Regions from separate parts of the Rattus norvegicus genome. Here region 2 is linked to region 1. A link is a contact called in public Hi-C data. All regions are on one chromosome and are shown on one strand. Each heading gives the region's core, a stretch centred on a gene start, on an enhancer-like site or on the middle of the called end of the contact. The rest is flanking DNA. Distances are from core to core; before and after follow the strand shown.

Region 1 (3,711 bases), core at 793-3,292:
CCCTCTGTTTTCCCCTTCTTACCCTTCCTCCGTTCCTCCCCCCTCTTCCTCCCTCCCCTATCTCCTCCCTTCCTGTATTGGGGATTGAACCTATCACTGAGACGTGATAGCCCACTTTTTACTCTTTAAACTTCGAGATTCGGAGTCTCACTACATTGCCCAGGCTGGCCTTTTACTCACTTTGTAGCCCAGGCTGGCCTTCAAGTTACTGACTTTCTGCCTCAGCCTCCCTGAGTATCTGGGGTGACAGGCCCATAGCACACAGGCCTGGTTTATTTCTTCCTTACCAGGATGATTTTCAGGACTACAGTGCCATTCGCCTTAAAAGTCTAACAGTGGCTGTAAGACCAGTCAGTTGCAGTGAAATCGTAGAGAACCAGAGGTGATGTCAGTTCAGCTCAAGTGGGAACTGTGCATTCTGTCACAGCAACACCATGGCCATCAACTCTGTAGGCACCAACGGGGTTACGTAAATCACAGCTGTCGGTGTCGACAGAATTCCCAGGTGCAAGGATTTGCTCTGCTTCTGCAAGGGGAGAGCACCCATTATTTACCATGATGAATACAAAGGACGGATGAGTTCTAACAGGATTTCGTACACTGAAGCTGCAAGGCGGAAACATCTCTCAGGAACTGTAAACATAGAGGCGCAGACGAGAAGCCCACACAGTTCTCATCTGCCGCTGGCCTGTTATATAACGTCCATCCATCTTGCCAATAGCCTCGGCTCTCTTGTATTAAACAACTGGACCCCATGGGCTCCAATATGCTTTAATATTGTGTCCAGATAGGATGCGCGTGAGCTGTACGTACTTGGCCGTTCGAGAACAAGGAGGAATCTGCTACAGAAGTTGAGAAATCGCCAGGTTTTCCTCAGCTAGCCATGCGTCTGACTCCCTCTAGCTTGGTGTCTAGGATAGACCTGCATGATTATTTTTCTCACTGCTGTGACAAAATGCCCAATGCAGGCAAATTAAGGAAAGAAGTGTTCCTCTTAGCTTACAGTCCTGCGGGGTCATACCAGCATCCTGGAGGAGACATTGTGCTGGGTACAGAAGCCAGGCAACCACTTAAACAGAGAGTGAGGTCTGTAAGTCCTCAAGGGCCACCCTGTGACCCACTTCCTCCAATGAGCTTCCACCTCCTGGCCACCCGTGACCCACCTCCTCCAATGAGCTTTCACTTCCTGACCACCTGTGACCCACCTCCTCCAATGAGCTTCCACCTCCTCACCGCCCCATGACCCACCTCCTCCAGTGAGCTTCCACCTCCTGACAGTTTCCCCACCTCCACCCCAAACAGCACCATCAGGTGAGGGCCAAAGGTCCAAAGATGTGAGCCTGTGTTGGACATTTTACATCTAAACCACAGTGGGGCGCTCACTGTGAAAATGCAGCTAGTAAAAGCAGAAAGAGAAATGGAAGAATCCTGAGAGCAGGCCTAAGACATTGTCCCTCAGTGGTGGGAAAATACAGACAGAACGCCGTTCCATTTTCCTCGCTGTGACCACTATATGTGTTTACCGGGAGGACAACTGCTGAACATCTACTTTATGCCACACAGCGTGTGTGTGTGTGTGTGTGTGTGTGTGTGTGTGTGTGTGTGTGTGTGTTCTATGCATGTTCCACACTTCTGTTGCAGGAGCCTTTGTTTGCTGCCCGGGTGGTCTACGACCTCCTTTTCTTCTTCATCGTCATCATCATCGTCCTTAACCTGATTTTTGGTGTAATCATTGACACTTTCGCTGACCTCAGGAGTGAGAAGCAGAAGAAAGAAGAAATTCTCAAGACAACCTGCTTCATCTGTGGTAGGTTCCACCCCACCCCTACACCCACACACACAAACTGTGCTATGACAAGAGGTGGGTGACTCATCCCCAGGTGGGCAAACTGTCCAGCCGGAAGGGGAATAACAGTGATTTTCATTTCTCATGTGTTAGGAAAAGTTGTATCGTGAGGGCTGGATACAATTCAGGTTACGTAACATTGTGGCATGAGACTGGCATTCTGTGCTTCTATAAATAGATGGACGAACCATCCCAAACGGTCCTGTCATTATTTCTGCAGTTTATACAGGCCTCTGACTGCTGAGTGTGCTGCCAGATGCCGGGAGGCTCCACCAACTGGCAAATGGGTTTTTAATCACAATAGCATGTCATGTATATTATGCAGTGACTTTTATTTTGCTAGATTATGAATATAAAGATTCTACTCATTGGTTTCACCATCTTAGAAGCAAAACTAGGCATTCTTCCAATGTTACAGCCGTACACATGTATATAACACAACACGCATATCACAGAACACACAAACACTGTAGAACACACACGCACACACATACATTTACCATAATGTTCCAGATACCTACACTACACACATGTTCTTAACACAGTATGCATGTCACAGAACACATAAATACTATAGAACATGTGTGTGTGAGTGTGTGAGTGTGTATGAGTGTGTGTGTATGTGAGTGTGTGTGTATGTGTGTGTGAGTGTGTGTGAGTGTGTGTGTATTTGAGTGTGTGTATGTGAGTGAGTGTGTGTGTGTGTGTGTGTGAGCTGTGAGCCACTGTGTAGGTGCGAGGAGCTGTGAGTGCTCTTACCCACTAGGCCATCTCTCCAGCTCCAGAGTTTTGTATCCCAATGTGGAAATGGAACCTGGGCGTAGCCAAGTGGCTGAGCATGTGGGGGAAGTGAGGTAGGAGTACCCGGATTTTACCTGTAGCGTACTGGACTCGAGTTGTGTACTGAGCATGGGGGGGGGGTACCCCAGCATGAGCCAGTGTAGCTTCTCTGTGGACAGCAGCAGGCAGCCCCCCCCACAGGAAGAGCTGGAACATGGAGGAAGGTGCCAGCTCAGCTGTGGGACGAGTGGAGTACGAGCAGGAGCAACCTCCTCGAAGAGTCAGGAGGGAGAATGTGATGCGAGGAGGCTGGAGGAGAGGGCACTGTGGTGTGCACTCTGCACCACTGGCCCCAGCATGGTTGGCCGAGCAGGACAGACAGATGCTGGCCCCGTCTCACTTCTGGCACCCGGATTCCCATCAGTCGCTGGTGATTTCCTGAGCAGCCCTTTGGGGTTCTGCCTGGAGGTTTGGCTGGTGGGCACGGGCCTTGGCCCAGATTGAGCACAGTCCCAGAAACAGCAGCGGCAAGCCAGGCCATGCAGAGACGTGCATGGTGGACTCCAGAGCCTCTGGGTAGCTCTAGGCACAGTGGAGAGTCTCCTCCTGAGCCTGGTTTTATGACCAAGACACCCGTGCCTGTGAGCTGAGATGAAAGTGTGGAGGGGTTCCTGAGTCTGTGCATTTCGACAGACTCCCAGGTCGTTGGCATAAATGTCGACAGAGTTGTTGTAAAGAGAGCCGGCCTGTGCCGCTCAGCATGAGGGAAAGCAAGTGTCAGGGGTTGGCAGTTTCTGTGCCTTCAGGGATGATATCTCCTCTCCCCCTTCTTCTTCCTCCTCCTCTTCCTCCCTCCCCACCCACTCTCATATTCATAGGTACATGTATATCTGTCTGTCTGTCTGTCTGTCTGTCTGTCTGTCTTAGGGTCCTACTGCTGTGAACAGACACCATGACCAAGACAACTCTTATAAGGACAACATTTAATCGGGGCTGGCTTACAGGTTCAGAGGTTCAGTCCATTATCATCAAGGCAGGAAGCATGGCAGCATCCAGGCAGGCATGGTGCAGGAGGAGCTGAGAGT
Region 2 (3,962 bases), core at 274-2,773, 100 kb before region 1:
TGAAAAACATAGCTCCTGGAGTCAAAACCTGAAAGCAGGAGCCTGTGCGTGTGCAGGTGATGGGCATGGGTTTACTGTCCTCACAATTTTTGATCACTCCAACTTTGCCACCTGTATATATGGCTTTCCCACCGCCACCTCCTCCTCCATAGATGTCAATGGGCAGACCATAGAGCTGGGCTGCCATTGGGTGTAGTATCGCAGGTGACCAGTAGGCGTCACTGTTCCATAAATGATGTCTCTTGGAGTAGTCCAGTAAAAACCTTTAAATTATATAAATGTTTTCATTTCTTCTTATTTATATTTTGAATTCTAACTATGTAATTTTAAATGTTCAAGCCAGATGAGATCAAAACTATCTTTTTACCTAAATTTCGTTATACTGATACAGTCAAGTTTTATTCAGAATTCTAGTCGGTGTTATTTTAGACAGCTCATTGCCTGCCTAATTTTAGCTACTGTAATGTTACATGGTGCCCTTTGGTATTACTTTGGTATTTAATAAACATAGGTGCATCTCAGAATCTTAGAAGCATGTTTTCGTCACTTCCTCTGTGTATTTTGTGGGTATTCTGTTTCCTCTCCTTGTGTCAAGTTGTCACAAGTTGTCTGCCAAGCTCTTGTTTTTGAAAATAATAGGCACAGATTGCCTCATACCTGGGTTCAGGAACTTTGTATGTTTTTCAAGATTTTGAACGCAGAAAAGGATAGGTGTTCATTTGGCATTCAATGCTTTTACACTAGGGCCCAGCATTAGCAATAAAACACCAGAGAAGGCCTGGGGGTGGGTAGATATTTAGACACATCACGTTCATAATTGCTCTGTTGTAACAGAGTAACATTTCTCAGGGGTGGGTAGATGTTTAGATACATCGAGTTCCTGATCACTCTGTAGTAACAGAGTAACATTGCCGGGGGAAGGAGGGGTAGTAGATGTTTAGACACATACACTACATCCATGAGAGCTCTGTAGTAACAGAGTAACATCACTGGGAAACTAGGTAGACTCATGATACCTCGTGACAGTGCGTGTTCTGTCTGAGCTCTGGGAACAGAAACATGTGCGTCTGGTGCTTGGAGTTTGTTGTTCCTTGGGGCTCATGTTGGGCGAAGCTCTTATGGTTGACAATTGATTATACGTGCTGTAACATCTTATATTTTTGGCTGTGAGCCTAGCCTTTAACGGCTGAGCCATCTCTCCAGCCCACGTGCTGTAACATCTTAAATAAATTATCCCTGTGCAGCCTCAGTGTAAAGGGGGAGAGTTGAATAGCAGACCTTTGACACCTGCTTTTGCTGTGGCTTGTGATGACTTCTGTCCCGATCTGATCCATACACAGGGTGTGACCACCTTTAAAATGACCTCTTCCTATGGGTAGGCAGGAAATCGAGTCTTGTGTCTGCTGCCAAGAAAGTCCCCAGACACGTGACTGCACATGTGGACGCTGCGGATCAGAGCTGCAGGGTGTGGCGGGAGGAGACATGGATGGTCGAGCCACTGAGGCAGCTCTGCCAGCAACAGCCTGTGGTTATGTAAGGCCTGCAGCGTCTGGCGCTGTGCTTCACTGGAGACAAGTCATGTGCTGTGCAATGCCGTTGCCTGAAATTCAGTCAGGTTGCTCTGAACGATCCGGGAGTCTGCGGGAGAGAAGCTTTGACTGCTCTGTACTAGAAAGCAGATGTTGATCAGCTGCAGACAACTGATGAGTGCTGTCTATCTGTCTGTCTGTCTGTCTGTCTGTCTGTCTGTCTGTATCTTATTATGCTCCTGAAGAGCAAAAATAAGGGTTATGTAACATAGTGGAGGGAAGCAACTCAGTCCTCCTCACTAGAGAAACTTGTCCCACATCACTCAAAAATACTTTTATGATGATTCAGCAATTAATATAACAACAACAGCAACAATTACTACTCCTACTACTACTACTACTAAAAAAGCAACACATTGGACATTAGTTTTTGGGAATTTGTGTAGACAACTACCCGTATTTTTCCCCAAGTGCATGGTCTATGAAGGAAAATTGTGATTTTAAGGAACATTAGTGAGGAAAAAATTAAATTATGAGTTCAAGTGGACTTTTTTTAAGATTTTTATTTTTATTTGTGTATGTGCACCTGCATATGCAAGTATCCACACGGGCCAGAGAGGCTGCCAGACCCCTTGGGGCCTTTGTCTTTGTGGGGCCATTTTTCTGGCTCCTCAAATAGCCTTTTAACATTGGGCAGATTTCACTTTCTTTGTGAGAGTTATGGAATTGGAACCAGTCAGAAATTAACCCTTCTTATATGGCCGAGACTCTAGACGGCATCTCTCGGAAGGAGATCTGGGGTGGTGCAGGAAGGCAGGGGTCAGTGTTGGGAGACAGAAGCCTGGGAAAGAGACTGAGGGCTCACTTATCTTCCCTGGCCTCAGGGAGAACCCCGAAGAGAGCCAACCAGAGCTCGGCTCTCCTGACCGCAGTCAGGATTTCAGCAGTCAGACCGAGGCTAATGTCTGTGAGTAGAAATCAAAGGCCCTGAAGTGCGGTGCCCAAACTCTGTTCACTCTGCTGCGTCAACAGGGATTAGCTGTTCAGTCCTGTGATTTTGGGTGGGTTCCTCCTAAACTATAACAAAACCAATGTTGTTGGATTTTTGTTTCTTTTTGGGTTTTCTTTTTTGTTTGTTTGTTTTTCTCTTGCAAAAGGTCTTTTAACTTTTCTCTTATTTGTTCAAACCTTCTCGGGATGAGAGTTTGTTGAATGCCCCTTTCTAGTCCAACCTTATCGCATGCGGATTCTGTGTATTGTTTTCTGACACACTCTAAACCAGATTATAGCAATCGGCCCTTTTCTGACTTATATGGGACGTTTGACAAACATACGTGTAATTTACTCTTCCTGCCAGCAGAATGTATGTTTGTAAGAGGTTATTCCATTGGACCAAAGGGAAGCAGGGCAGGCTTAGCCTGCTAGAGATGACAGGATATGGGTTCCAAACAGATCGCTATGTGTTTCACACAGCTGTGCAAGTAGTCCACACCCACGGCTGCGTTTTAGGGCAATGCTGATTATTGCACTTGGAATGCAGGTTCCAGAAGGTCTGCTTTTGATTTATCCAATTTTCACATGTATGCGCATGTATGTGCATGTTTGCATGAGTGTGGCGGACTCATCCTTGCATGGTGCACATGGAGGCTGGGAACTGATATCAAATCATCCCCAGCTGGTTTTTCACCTCATTCCTGACACAGGTTTCTCAGCCAGAGCCAGAGCTCTCTCTCATGAGGCTAGTCTCCCAGCATGCTCTGGGGCTCCCCTCTGCCTTCTGAGGCTGCAGTTACAGTTCACGGCTACACTCGTCCTCCCCAAGGATCCCAGGAATCCAAACTCCAGCCCATAGGCTCCCACAGAAAGCACAGCAGCTGCCGAGACACCTCCCCAGCCCCTGGTGCTTGTGCTGTGAGGCTCACATCTACTTCCTGTCTGATGTTTGCACCTTCAGAGACACCATCTCCACACCTCTATTTATGCTGTGCTTCCGATGTGGATGACTAAGCTTGGCCCTCCTGTGGGCTCTACAGAGTGAAAACATTTATAGGAAGATTGTGCCAAATAGTACTTCTCTTTTTTTTTATTCCATAAAGAATGTAGAATAGGGACTGGAGAGATGGGTCAGTGGTTAAGAGTACTTTTTAGTTGCAGAGGACCGTGGTTTGGTTCCCAGCATCCACATGGGGGCTCACAACTGCCCATAACTCTGGTTTCAGGGGATCCAACACTTCTGATTTCTTCTCGTATGCATGTGTACACATACATGTACTCAGGCACACCCACACCCCCCCACGTGCACGCACACACACATTAAAATAGATATTAAAAAAGAATCTTGGTCTATGTCTGACAATTTACATTGTGCTTTTATAGTATTAGCCACTGACAGTTAACCCAGAGACAACGTCAAGTTTACCAGAGTCTGTGTAG

The links. Hi-C and Micro-C count contacts between places; a contact is called where the count stands out from the background.
Region 2: a Hi-C map of the Rat2 cell line shows a contact between it and region 1, with 5 times the contacts expected there. The contact joins two enhancer-like sites. A contact is called at or near these places in 3 of 12 Hi-C or Micro-C datasets (the A7r5 cell line, the Rat2 cell line and mammary epithelial cells).

Annotation. Positions count from the first base shown.
Region 1 is chr4:180,807,697-180,811,407 of GRCr8, reverse strand. Itpr2 (inositol 1,4,5-trisphosphate receptor, type 2) reads left to right here. Exons shown (of 57, transcript NM_031046.4): 54 at 1,642-1,807. Among named protein-coding and RNA genes, the nearest start is that of Sspn, 180 kb to the right of the region's middle. Within about 2 kb of position 2,042, at least 4 of the 93 cell types and tissues checked have an H3K27ac peak or open chromatin away from gene starts, as enhancers often do.
Region 2 is chr4:180,909,007-180,912,968 of GRCr8, reverse strand. All of the region lies in intron 37 of Itpr2 (inositol 1,4,5-trisphosphate receptor, type 2), which reads left to right. Among named protein-coding and RNA genes, the nearest start is that of Itpr2, 220 kb to the left of the region's middle. Within about 2 kb of position 1,523, at least 43 of the 93 cell types and tissues checked have an H3K27ac peak or open chromatin away from gene starts, as enhancers often do.